3 separate regions of the Mus musculus genome follow, and all the other regions are linked to region 1. Evidence: chromatin contacts called from public HiChIP or PLAC-seq data. All regions are on one chromosome and are shown on one strand. The core of a region is the stretch at or near the end of the contact, and the rest is flanking DNA. Distances in the headings are between cores, read along the strand shown. Region 1 overlaps Bicral (BRD4 interacting chromatin remodeling complex associated protein like). Region 2 has its middle 22 kb from the start of Ccnd3. Region 3 overlaps AI661453 (expressed sequence AI661453).

The links. HiChIP or PLAC-seq counts read pairs in DNA pulled down with a chosen protein or histone mark.
Region 2: a contact with region 1 is called in an H3K27ac HiChIP or PLAC-seq map of embryonic stem cells, with 7 read pairs. The contact joins two enhancer-like sites. A contact is called at or near these places in 1 of 39 promoter capture datasets (liver) and 1 of 115 datasets of contacts at active chromatin or transcription factors (embryonic stem cells).
Region 3: a contact with region 1 is called in an H3K27ac HiChIP or PLAC-seq map of embryonic stem cells, with 10 read pairs. The contact joins two enhancer-like sites. A contact is called at or near these places in 9 of 39 promoter capture datasets (the 3T3-L1 cell line, the HPC-7 cell line, hematopoietic stem and progenitor cells and 4 more) and 2 of 115 datasets of contacts at active chromatin or transcription factors (bone marrow-derived macrophages and embryonic stem cells).

What each region holds. Positions count from the first base shown.
Region 1 is chr17:46,797,585-46,801,955 of GRCm38.p6, reverse strand. It overlaps Bicral (BRD4 interacting chromatin remodeling complex associated protein like), which reads left to right. Exons shown (of 11, transcript NM_001100452.1): 11 at 127-3,840. The coding sequence ends at 908. Among named protein-coding and RNA genes, the nearest start is that of Rpl7l1, 17 kb to the right of the region's middle. Within about 2 kb of position 2,110, at least 21 of the 459 cell types and tissues checked have an H3K27ac peak or open chromatin away from gene starts, as enhancers often do. A contact at or near this core is called in embryonic stem cells, where this site is marked.
Region 2 is chr17:47,569,458-47,573,828 of GRCm38.p6, reverse strand. It overlaps a transcript of Ccnd3 not described here. Among named protein-coding and RNA genes, the nearest start is that of Ccnd3, 22 kb to the left of the region's middle. Within about 2 kb of position 1,993, at least 25 of the 459 cell types and tissues checked have an H3K27ac peak or open chromatin away from gene starts, as enhancers often do. A contact at or near this core is called in embryonic stem cells, where this site is marked.
Region 3 is chr17:47,446,969-47,451,339 of GRCm38.p6, reverse strand. All of the region lies in intron 2 of AI661453 (expressed sequence AI661453), which reads right to left. Among named protein-coding and RNA genes, the nearest start is that of AI661453, 13 kb to the right of the region's middle. Within about 2 kb of position 2,234, at least 43 of the 459 cell types and tissues checked have an H3K27ac peak or open chromatin away from gene starts, as enhancers often do. A contact at or near this core is called in embryonic stem cells, where this site is marked.

The DNA.
Region 1 (4,371 bases), core at 861-3,360:
AAGCAGAAGAGGGCAAGGGGTGGGGCTAGCCAGGACTGCAGGGTTGCCTTTGTGCCTGCCCAATCGAGAGGCTTTGCCCTGTGCTAGTTCTCTGACCGCTAAAGTTCTTTCTGATCTCCTTTCCAGAGGGTTTTCAGGCCGATTTCTGTTGTTCCTTCAAACTTGACGAAGCTGTACCTGAGACCCCGCTTGACAGGAGTGACCAGCATCGCAGCAAAACCAGCTCGCTCCATCAGGTGCCCAGGGCCCAAAGCAGAGACCGAGCCAAGCCAGGCATGGCAGAAGCAACGAATCATGACCAGTTTCATCTAGTGCCTAACCACATCGTGGTCTCTGCAGAGGGAAACATTTCTAAAAAGTCAGAAGGCCACAGTAGAACACTGAAATTTGACAGAGGGGTCTTAGGCCAATACCGGGGTCCGCCTGAGGACAAGGGCGGCCGGAGGGACCCTGCCAAGGTCAGCAGGTGCTCTCCGGGCCCCGAGGGCCACCGCAAAAGCTTGCCCAGGCCAGATCACGGCTCTGAGAGCAAGCTCCCCGGCGTCCTGGCCAGCTCGCACATGGAGATGCCCTGTCTCGACTCCTTCCAGGACAAAGCGCTGAGGAATTCCCCAAAGAATGAGGTTTTACACACAGACATCATGAAAGGGTCGGGTGAGCCCCAGCCAGATCTCCAGCTCACCAAGAGCCTAGAGAAAACCTTTAAGAACATCCTGGAACTCAAGAACTCGGGGCGGCCGCCAAGCGACCCTACGGCCAGCGGTGCGGCGGACCTGGACTTCCCCAGCTTTTCTCCAATGGCTTCGCAGGAAAACTGCCTAGAAAAATTCATCCCGGACCACAGTGAAGGCGTTGTAGAAACGGACTCCATTTTAGAAGCAGCTGTAAATAGTATTCTAGAGTGTTAATAGCAGCCGTCCTCCTCCAGACCCTGCCCCGGACCAGTTACACTCTCTCCCAGCAAAGCAAATGGAAACGGCTCCCGTCTGTCTCCAGCCTGCTTGGTCCTCCATCACAGGTTATCCTTTCTAATCTCACCCTGTTCTTTTGAAGAGCAATACATGTCGTCATGGCTGCGGGGAGACCCCTCAGTACACCCACCTCTCTCTAGAAAGCAGTCCGATAGGCCCTCCACATTTCAAGTGTTACGAAAGTGCTTACGGCCATTGTTGTTCGTTAATTTGTTTTGTGGTTTGTTTCTTAGCACTGTCGCTCAAGACCACAGTACACTTGGCCCTGGGTAAAATTTTGACAATCATAAGTCATTTCAAAAGAACAGACTTATTAAAGAAAAATCAAACAGGACTGATTTAAAGACTTTCTCACTGCAGCTCCAAAGTAGTGGTTTGGTTTTGTTCTGTTCCAGGGGGAGAGGGTATCTGCGTAGGGAAGACTCTCCCTGACCAGCCCGCTGAGTGGTGGGTAGCCGGTGCTCTGCCTGGAAGCCCACCGCCCTGGCTAAGACGCCAGGAGCACAGCCACAGAGCATCCTCCTGACATCCAGTGCTGTGCGATGCTGCAAAAGCAAAGCCTTGTGTTTGTCTTCAACACATTCGTGCTGAATTCTGTCTGAGAATGGTCTGTTCTTAGCCCCAGGTGTACGCCCTGAAATTCTCACAGGCTCACTAGGGAACAGTGGAAGTCAGTTGTAAGGCAGCGAGTTGGGGAGGCACCGGGGTCTCCGTGTATTCCATCAACTTAAAAGAGGTTTGCATTTTATAATTGGGTGAAGTCAACATAACCTATGTTCTTTATTATCGCTGAATTCTGTTCCATTCAACCTCGTTGTCCCCTTTCCCTCAGCCCTTAGCCAAGCATCAAAAGGCTTTCACTTAAAAACTGTGTTGTACTCTTTCAGTTGAGGCTTTTGAACGGGACTCTGGCCTTGTTCGTGAGAATAGTAGTCAACAGTATCAGTCATTCATTCCCAAACACAGTAAACCAAAGGTCACAACCAGCAGGCCACTGAAGGAAGGAACCGAGGCAGGAGACAGGGGGCCATGTCCTGGCCCCGCCCCCGCTGTGTGTGGTCCAGTTCACCATAGCGATCGAGCCTTCCTCTTTATTATTTTTGTTCCTTTCCGGGAGTGGCCCTCATCCTTCCCTCTGTGCGGGCCTGCACCAGGGCGTGTTCTGTTGCTACTTGCTTCTTCCTGTGTGGTAATGGCCCACAGTGCTGTGTCTGCAACCCTCCTCCCACGTCTCCATCAACCTCTGGGATCCAGAGGTAGCTTTGATGCCTGTGAGGGCTTCCTCCCTCTGTTCATCCCCAGGCTGTGTAAATGCATCCGTTGATCTCCTCTGCTTCGTTATACCCCCAAAATGGAGTTGTCCCTATGGTCATCATGTAGAGTGTTTCTTTTCCAGATTGGCCTGCAATGGAAAGGAAGGCTTTTGATTTTGATTTTTATCTTTTTTTCACATAACACAGCAACAATCTAGGCATGGTGGCATACACCTGTAATCCCAACAGTCAGGTGACTAAAGCAGGAGAGTCACTGGTTCAAGGCCAGCTTGGGCTATATAACACACCCCTGCCTCAAACACAGAAGGAGAGAAATTTGAGCAATAGCAGACTGTGTGGGCCTTTTTTACCCCTCTGTCCACTACACAAAAAAACTCTGTGAGACAGCCAGTCTTTGAGAGCGATGGACCTTCTCCCGCCCACAGCCCAGCCAACCAAACTAGAAGAGTCTGGGCTGTCTTCGAGTTGTCCTTTTCTTCCTTCTCTGTGCCAATGTCCAAGTTGCTGACTTCCTTCCTGTATTATAACACATTAGAAAGATGAGTTGTTTACCAGTTAGACCTCTGTCTGGGCTGCCCTGATCTCTCTGTCACAGGCTCTTCTCATAGCCACATGGTTACCATTCAAGATGGCCCCTGGATGCCTGCAGCACATGGCTACTAATGAATTACTTTAATTATTGCAAATCAGTGGAATTCTCAAGAGACAAGAAAGTCTCGTGTATATTTGTTATCTCTTCCCTCCCTCCCCAGCCCCGGCCCTGGCCCTAGTTTTCTCTCCTGTGTGTCAGGTTACAGGGCTTCTCACCATGACATTAGTCCCACACAAGGAGAGCCTACTGTACCAAAATGAAACTTGTAAATTTTTGTGTCCTTGTATGTAAGTTTACTTTTTATGGAGGAAAGACTCTAGATAATGACAAATGAAGATTACAAAGTGTATTTTACTCCTGTGATTAGGTTACACCACATGGGTCATAACTCACTCCCGAGCCCCCACTGCTGAAGGGAAGCGCTCTGCCTCAGTGGCCAACGTTGGTGGTTCAGGGTCATTAGTCAGTTGAGTTCTAGAACGCGTGCTCAGTAACAAAAAAAAAAAATCACCTTTTCTTCCCTTTGTTTTTAATCCGTTTGTTGTTGTGGAAAAGTATGAATTTGTTATTACGCATTGATTTTCTGTGTCCTTAAGTACTGCCTAAAGATGAAGCAAATTTTGAACTGGCAATTACGATAAGGAAACCCTTTAGTTCTGGAGACTTTAGTAGACTCTGTTAGATTAGGGAGGCCTCACAGGCTGGCCGGCTCCAAGGACGGTCACTCACTGTCAGTGTGGCGTGGCTTTATTTGCTTAAATACCTTCATTTGTATAGTATGTCTCACTTGAAATTGCTTTGTATACATTTTGTAAAAATATTTATAAAATGTTTTGTAAAAAAAAAAAAAAGTATAACAAATTGCAGTTTATTTTGTTATGTTGGATAAATACTGTTAAACCAGTCAGTACCTATATTGTTAATCCATGGTTAGGGTATGTTCAGTTGGAGATTACAAAATGAAACAACCATTGCAATACAGCCAAAGATTTGGGAAAACGTGTCACTGTGATTGTCTTGATTTTGCAACTAGCAATGGTTCCTGTTCCCCAGAAGAAGTGGGTAAGCGGTCAGTGGGAATTCTCTGTAGATGTATTTAACATTGTCAAAAAGTAACCTTCATTAGGGGAGACAGGATCTCACCTGACCAGCTTTCCCACAGTTACAGATTAGACGGAGTTTGCTGAGTGAAGTCTAGTCTCCTACATGTCCCATGTGGGGTCTCCCTCCCTGCTGGCACCTGGGTCCTTAGCTCAGGAAGCAATGGTGGGACTCAATCCCGGTGGCATCACAGAGTCTGTTCAGGAAGGCTTTGTTTTTGTTTTCCAGTGCTTATATTTGGTTTTTCAGGGACAAGGAGAAAGCTGAGTGATAAAGATTAATCTCATTTAACATTTCCTCTAGGGAGATCACCTTTCCCTTTGGTTCCCATAGTAACCAGATTGTAGTGAAAACACATTCTGGGATCCTCTCTGTAACCTCAGCCCCTGAGGCCCTTCCGAGTCCCTTCCCTCAGATAGCCCATAGCCGCCCC
Region 2 (4,371 bases), core at 744-3,243, 770 kb before region 1:
ACAGAGGGAGGGAGGGGAGAGGGAGGGGAAGGGGAAGGGGGAGGGAGGGAAGCAAGCATAGTCATTTGAACCCACATTCTCTCTCCAGCCTTGGATTTTCTTACCCATCACAGAAGCATCTAGACATGGGGCCATTGAATGCCCTGCACTGACCTTTCTGCCCAGCTCATAGACTTCTGTCAGCCTAAAACCCTTCTCACCCATCTCCACCCCTCTAGAGAAGTTCCCTGGACCTTTGAAGGCCAGCTTGAATGTCATCTGCAAAGGATGACATTTGGATGTTCCTTCAAGAACCTTAATTCCCTGCTGAAATGTGAAGGAGGGGGTGACGTGAGACACCGTGGCCACCACGAAGCCTGACCCATGAAGGTGGGCTTCGCCTTGGCCAAGAGTATCTACTTCAGAGCCCCGTTCTCAGCCGTGCTCTTGGGGGCTACCTGCACGGCAGAAGCCAACCATTTCTAACAAAGGTCATAGGAACATACTCAGAACAGGAAAGGTACAGTTACCAAGTGAACCAAATCTGATGAAGCAACCAACCTGCATCCGTCCTTTACTGGGATGCCCGAACCCCAACACGATGGTAGGGTGCCAAGGGACAAGGCTGTGCCCTCAGGAAAATTGAGTCAGAGTCTAACTGTGTAGCCCAGGTGGGTTGAACCATGCAAGAACCTCTCCTGCTCCTTAAGATAAGGCTCCAGGGATACTGTTATGCCCAGCTCAAGAACAAATCATATATTTTGATTTTTGAGACAGTGGCCTATAGAACTCATGCTGGCCTCAAACTCTGAATCTTCCTGTCTCTACCTCCCAAGTCCTGAGATTACAGACATCTGTCACCATGTCCAGTGACACATATTACACCAGGAGCACTGTATGCTCTTAAGCCCAGTCACTACTCAGGAGGGAGACACAGGTAGAGTTTTGTGAGTTGGAGGCCAGCCTGGTCTACATAGAGAGTTTTCGGTCAGTCAGGGCTCTACAGAAAGTCCTTGTCTCAAAATACATAAACAACATATATGAAGCCCAGTACAGTATCACCATATGTGTATTCAAGTTCCAGCACTTATGCTGCAGCCTAGGAAGGTAAGGGTTAATAGTAATTTATAGTGCATTTCAAACTAGTTAAAGGGTTTTAATCAAAACCAGAAACAGTTCTAAGCATTTAGGGTCTGCAGCCATGTAAGTAGGGAGCCTTTAAGAGGTTCTTATAAATGAAATCATGAAACATTCCAAGGGTGCTGGGCAGAGAGTACCCTAGCCTAGGCCTCTAATTACTTGGAGGCTTTTAAAGCAGGGTTGATGGCTCAAGGCTAGCCTGGGCTAAGCAGCAGAACACTATCTCAAAATAACTCACAGGAAGCTTCTACTTAAAACCTTATTTGTAGGGGGAGGCCGGCGCATGATACCTGTGGGAAGAGGGGTGCATTTGCCTGAATACATGGTAACTGGAAGACGAATTAAAGGAGCACTTTCACCACGTGGGTTTCGGAATGGAACACCCACCACCAGGCTCAACAGCAAGTTCTCTTACCGACAGAGCCACCTGGCCAGACACCAGCTTGTCAGAAAAATCTCTTAAGATCCAAGCAGGGCTGGAAGATGAACTCAGTCCAGTGTGGGCACATTTCTCTCTGGTTCCTACTGAGTCCTACTGGTTCCTACTGAAGTCCTGGGCACAGGAGGCTGCCCCTGGGGTAGATGCTGTCCTGTAAGGGATGTGGGAGATCAGACAGGACAGCAGCAGACATCCACATTTAAGGAGGGGGTGGAGAAAGAGAGGCCACCAAAGGAAATGTCGGAGGTCAGAGGGAAAGTCTCTGTCAGACCCCAAGGCCGCCAGAGACGGTGGGCCAGGACCCCTCCTCCCCATAGATCTTAAAAGTATTTGGTTGGACTAACTTGCCCTTCACAGGCCCACCCCCGGGACACATTCTTCCTTTAGATATGCTAACAGAGGCCAAAGGGTAAAGGTCGAGGCTTGCTCGGCCTCAGCCTTTGTGTCTCTCTCAATCAGCTGCATATCTTTGCTCTGACCCATTATGTGCCCATTCACATGTGAGCTATCTTCATTCCAGTTTCTGGGAAGAGTCCAGCACCCTGACTTCCCATGATGATGTGGGATGTGACCTGATAAATGAGCCAAGTAGAGGCTGAGCCAGGTTCAAAGAGGGGCTCCGCTCGCTGGGGCACACTGGTCACAGAGCAGTCCTAAGCTGTCTAGTGGGTTCAGAAGACGTGGGAACACAAGCGGAAGACGTCCAGTTTAAGGTACCTGTGGTTAGTGCTACATCTGCTGCTTCTCTTCGTGCCCTGGACTCAGTGATGGCGACCAAGCAGAAAAAGCAGAAATGGAGGGCAACCCTGGCCTATGTCATCGGGACACCCTGTCTGGAGGAAGGGACAGGGGATTCTGTTCCACACCCAGAAATGTGGATCCTCTGACTGCCTGACTGGTTAGCAATGCTGGGCCTCTTACATGCTACGTAAGGATCCTGTCTCTGAACTGCACCCCCACCCTTTATCTTTACCAATCAAACAATCAATCAATCAATCAAATATATATGAACATATGTATATATGTAATATATATAGTGTGTATATTTGTATATATGTACATATACAAATATATAAATATATTTTTACTTATTTTTGGTTTTAGGGGGTTGTTTTGTTTTGAGTCAGGCTTTCTCTGTACAACAGTTCTGCCCGTCCTGGAACTAGCTCTGTAGACCAGGCTAGCCTCGAACTCACAGAGATCCGCCTGCCTCTGCCTCCTGAGTGTTAGAATTAAAGGCATGCGCCACCACTGCCTGGCTTATATTATTTTTTTAAAATTGGAATGTGTCTGTGCGGTATGTATGTGGGGGTTTATGCTTATGTATGCATGTGTGCGTGCGTACGGGTGTGCCAGTATTTGCATCCATGCTCGTGAGCGTGGAAGCCAGGGAAGGCTAAAAGGTGTCTTTCTTCCTCTGTTCCCGCTTTATTCCCTTGTGACAGGATTTCTCACTGAACCTGAAGCTCACCGCTTTGGCTAGGATGACTGGCTAGCACCCCACAGCATCTTACCTCTGCCTCTGAATTCTGGGGTCATCAGCCTGCACAGTCATGCCTAGCTGCTATTCCAGCACTGGGCACTCAAACTCAGGTCCCCCTGCATGCACAGCAAGACCTGTCACCAGCAAGCCACATCTCTGGCCCTATTATGATTTATTTTTCCTTTTTGTTTTTTTTTTTCTTTTTTTGTTTTTTAAAGATTTATTTATTATACGTAAGTACACTGTAGCTGTTTTCAGACACATTAGAAGAGGGCACCAGATCTCATTGCGAATGGTTGTGAACCACCATGTGGTTGCTGGGATTTGAACTCAGGACCTTCAGAAGAGCAGTCAGTGCTCTTACCCGCTGAGCCATCTCTCCAGCCCCCTTTTTGTTTTTTGAGACAGGGTTTCATGTCATTCAGGCTGGCCTTGAATTTACTATGTAGTCAAGGATGGCCTTGAACCCCTTTTACCTCTACCTGAACACTGGGATTATATAGTCCTGACATCATGCTTTGTGTGAGTGAGTGTGTGTGTGTGTGTGTGTGTGTGTATGTGTGTAAGTGAGATGGTGTTACTGGGTATCCCAGGCTGGTCTTGAACTCCCGCCTCAGCCTTCCAAACGGTAGGATCATAGGTGAGTGCCACCAGGCTCGACATCATCTGCAAGCGATTCAGAAACAGCTGAGAGCTGTAGGACTTTCCCTAGGCAGGACTCAAATTCTTTTTTCTTGTACCTCTGCATAAAGAGTTTTATCTTCACACTACTGAGCCTGCTGGTAGATGTCTCTGAGCCCAGCATTTAAGCGGTAAAGAAGCAGGAGAACCGGAGACCCAGGGGCATCCCCAACTATGCATTGCATTTAGAGCCAACATGGGCTACAGGAGACCCCGTGTCAAAAAACAAAACCAAATAAATCCAGTCACGTTTACGAATCTCTGGGGGTTCAAGGCCAGCCGGGTCTACTACACAGTGAGTTCCAGGCCAACCAGAGAAATGTAGTAAGACCCCCTCCACCACCACCACCACACCCCACACACACACCCCCGTCTCAAAAAAACAAACAAACCTGCCAGGCTGTGGCAGCTCGTGCACTTGGGAGGCAGAAGGCAGGCGGCTCTCTGAGAGTTCGAAGCCAGCCTGGTTGAGAGAGCTAGTTCTAGGACCGCCAAGATTACGAAGAAAAACCCTGTCTTGAACCCCCACTCCCACCCCCCCAAAAAACTAAAACAAAAAACAAACAGCAAAACAAGCCCACAACTTCCTGCATCAGCACACTGCCTCTGGGTGCTTCCTCGTGCCTTTTCATACTGGAAATTCCCAGGG
Region 3 (4,371 bases), core at 985-3,484, 650 kb before region 1:
TGTCCAGCCAGTTTGCCCATAGTTACCACACGGACATTTAATTTCAAATTTCTCATGAGCATCAGCCCGGGGATGGCAGGATCAGATGGGGTGCAGAGAAGAGGTCACCCGGGACAATCAGCTACTGCTCAGGGTTTAGCGTAGGGCAGGCTCAGCCTTGAGTTCTGGGCTCCATTTTCCCTAGGAAGTAGGGGAGAGGTTGCTCTTCCTGAGGCCTGTGGCCAAGACCCAGCTCCAAGGTCTGCCGCTCCTTTTGTTTTGAGACTGGATCTCTCCAAGTAGCCATGGCTGTCCTGAAACTCACCAAGATCCTCCTGCTTCTGCCTCAGGCACTGAGATTAAAGGTGTGTGCCACCAAACCCGCCTCTGCTGCTCTAGAGGGCAAGCCTGCTCTAGTCCAGAGCAAGCCTGCTCTTTCGTGGATCCAGCATTTTTTATTATCATCATTATTCTTATTACTATTATTATTATTTTGTCACTAATCTTATTGCATTTATTTATTTTTGTGTACAAGTATGCACATGTGCACAGGTCATGTATGTGCAGGTCAGAGGATGATCCTCAAATGTCACCTCTCTCCTTCTACCTTTCGGGTCCTGGCGATTGGATTTGGGTCATGGGGCTGGGCGGCAAGAGCCTTTATCTACCAGGTTCTTTCACAGGTCCAGGTCTCTGTGTTCTTATCCCCACCCCACAACAGAGAGTGAACCCAGTTTACGGTGCATGTGAGGAGGAGAGTGCTCTGTTACTGGGCCACGCCCCAGCTCTTGTTTATCCTTATTTAGTAACATGGCCCTGTACCATAGCGGCATCCCCAGCTCTCCTCATCTGGGATCTCAGGCATGCACCACCATGCGGCAGTACATTCCCTCTTGATGACAGCTGAGGTCCTCCCACTTCTGCTGTGTGGTAGCTCTAAACCTACCCCTCCCCCACACCCCAGATCAGTGAGGTGGGTGGGCCTGGTGGCCAGAAAGCAACCCTCCTCCAGGAAGAATCCGGATCTGTGTGTGAGGCATGTGTAAGAGCTTGCCATGCCCCCTCCCGTGCCCGTATAGTCACTTAGCACAGAAACTCACAGCTGGGGACACCCTAGGGGACGATTCACAGTAGTAAGCCCTACCAAAGGTTAAAGAAATCAGAGGCCTGGAAGAGAACAAGGGTCTGGTCCTCTGTAACTCCACAACCCAAGGTAGAGCGGGGACTGGGAACAGGGATCTGATGACCAAGGACCCCAAAGGTCTGTTTCATGGTTGGCCTTTGGTTATGGAGACTCGAGAAAGTATTTCTTAGAGTAAGGCACCTGAGGACAACCCTCTTTTTGAACCTGTCCCCTGGCTGGCTCTTAAAAGATGAGAGGACATTCAGAAGACACCCAGGCAGGGCTCAAAGACCCTGGCTGGGCCTGCCTCATCTGTTTGCCAGGGTGATGCTGCTTGGTGGCTTCCCTTGCTCACCTCCAGGCCTGGGAGGTGCTCTCTGCAGGTGGGAGGGTAAGAAAGGACTGAGTGAGGCCCTTAGAGGTTTAATACCACACCAGGCAGAAGGGGCAAGGCTCAGGTACTGGCCCAGAGACCCTCCCACCCTGACATGGGACTGGGGTTCTGAACAAGTGAGCCCACACTCGCACCTGGGGCACTGGAAGAAAGCCCAGAGCCTATGGAAGGGGCCCCAAGATCAGATAGGAAAAAATGAGCTACTCAACTGACCTTCACCCAGAGCAGGTGGTGAGCGAGGCTGGAAGCTACTCCAGCCCTGTAACCTGAAGCAAGATCAGAGCAGCAATTAGGCCAAAGGGTCTGAATTTGGTGGATCCTGAGAGTCCTCAGCTAAAACTCCTCACACCCTTGAAACCATTTCATTAGGGCCTCGAAGATTCCAAGATCCAGAAGGCGACACAGGACGAGGGTGGCGAGCACCAGGCCAGGGAGGTGGGAGTAATTCTGTCAAGGGCCCTGGAAGGGGAAGACAAAGCTGCCAGGTGGGGCATGGAGGGAAGGTTAGGGCAGCCTGAGGGGCATTTGGACCTGGGACTTGGCCTCTGGGAGCGTGGGTCTGGGCTCTGCAGGACAATATGCAAATCATTTCCGGTCTCAGGGCTAGAGCCTCGGGCTGTGAAGTGGGGGTTTTTGGCATGCGTTAGGGAGGGGATGGCTCTCTCTGTTCAGGGATATATGCTCTTTGGAACTCCTGTGTTAGCTGTGCTCTCAGGGAGGGTGGGGCCAGGCAGGCAGCTCTACCTTAGCCAGCACTGAAGGAATGTGGTAAACGTCCCTCCTGGGTTCAGTTCTGGCTCTGTACAACACACTCCCATGGACCCAATGGGTTTCGGTTATTAGTTTGACATGTCAGTCCTCTCTCATTCTGCATAGTGGGGACTTCCTGGTTTGTGCAGAAAGAATGTTCCCAAGGGATGTCCTCAAGAGGCCCAGTACTCCAGGCCGGAGCAGTCCTAAAAGCCTTGACTTAGCCTGAATCTTCCATAGACTTCCTGAGGTTCTGCCCAGATTGGGGTGGGGGCAGTGGGGGCAGCAGTAAAGGCCCAGAATAGGTGGGTGGGGAGAAGATGTAAGAGACTGGAGGGGGCCTCACTGACCCTGGGGGAGGGGCCAGGACATTAGGAGCTAGTCATTATTCATTAACCAGTTCAGGGACAGGTGTGGCAGCTCCTATACCACCATCTCCAGAATTCGCTATGAGGCAGTGAGGGGAGCCTGGAATTCACTTCTAGATATAGGATGCTAACTTCAGTTGATCATCACCTTGGCCACAGGAGTCTTTACACAGTTGTGAGCATCTCTGGAAATGAATTGGGCAGAAGTTTGTTGTTTGTTTGTTTGTTTTTTGTTTTAACCTTCTAGTTGAAAGTGACAAATCTGTGTCTATGACCTTGAACTTCTGATCTTTCTGCCTCTAATTCTCAAGTGCTTCAATCACAGGCGGGCTCAGCCAGTCCTGTTTGGTTTTTGTTTTTGGGACGCTGAATCCAGAGGTGCGAGCAAGCACTTTGCTGACTGAACTACAGCCTCAGCCTCAGAGGTCACTTTTAAACAGAAAATACATGACCTGAAAGGCGTGGTTGTTTGTCTGTTGGCTGGGTTTTGAGACAGGGTCTCATGTAGCCAAGGATGACGGAATTCCATCTCTCAAAATGTTGGGGCTGTGGGACAGGACCCCCACACTTAGCCGGGGTTTGTTACTGGGAAATAAAGCCAGGGCATTTATTTCTTTCTAGTTTTTAACTTTCCTTTGCTTTTTAGGCCTTTTGGAGACACGGTCCCACCTAGTCCAGGCTTATAGGCCAGGCTTCCTTGAGCTCCTGATCTACCAGCTTCTACCTCCCAGGTGCTGGGACTGTAGGCATGAACTCCCATACAAGATGTTTTCGATTTTACTTTTAATAGAGCCCCTTTAAAACCACACGGGAGACTTGGATCGAACAGCCTTAGGAGAACAGAACCATTTATCCAGTGGGGGTTTGTTTTGTACATTTACTTATTTATTTTGCGTGGGGGAGAGGCAGGCAGCAAGCACATGCCACAGCCCAAATGTGGAGGTCAGCGGGCAGGCTGCAGGAATCTGTTCTCTTTTTTCACCATGGGTTCTGGGGAATCAAGCTTAAATCATCAGATTTGATGGCAAGCACCTTGGCCCACTGAGCCATCTTGCCAGGACTCCTGAGTGGTTCTTTGGAGTCTCTTCTACTTATCAAAGAGCAAAATCCCAACTGTGGCCTTTAAGCTATTTATTTGGGGTTGGAGAGATGGCTTCTAGAGGGGACCCATGTTTGATTCCCAGCATTCACACGGCTGCTCACAAGTGCCTGTAATTCTGCCTCTAGGGCTTCTGATAACTTCTTCTGGCCTCTGGTGACCACTGTACATACATGGTGTACAGATATACATGAAGGCAGAACACTCATAAACATTATATATACATATATGTATAATACATATATATAATATATTATATATATTATATATTATATAATAATAGATAGATAGATAGATAGATAGATAGATAGATAGATAGATAAATAGATAGATGTTTGCTTTGCTCGGTGAAATTGTAATGCTGGCACTTGGGAGGCAGAGGCAGGAAAACCACTGAGCGATTCAAGCTAGCCAGGGCTAGCAAGATCCTATCTTGGAACAAAAGATGAGAGCTTTTGGTTTCCTGTAGTTTCATAAACACAAAAGAATCTATCTCAAATGCCCTTCTCCCAAGTGTCACAACTATTTATCCTATGAGGAAATTCAGATTCTGCCTCCTCCAGGAAGCCCTTCTTGATCATCCCTTGTAAATAACACCGGCTGCCTCTGCCTGGCCAATGCTCTACTGGGCAGCATCTCCTAGAGCGGGCACAAGTAA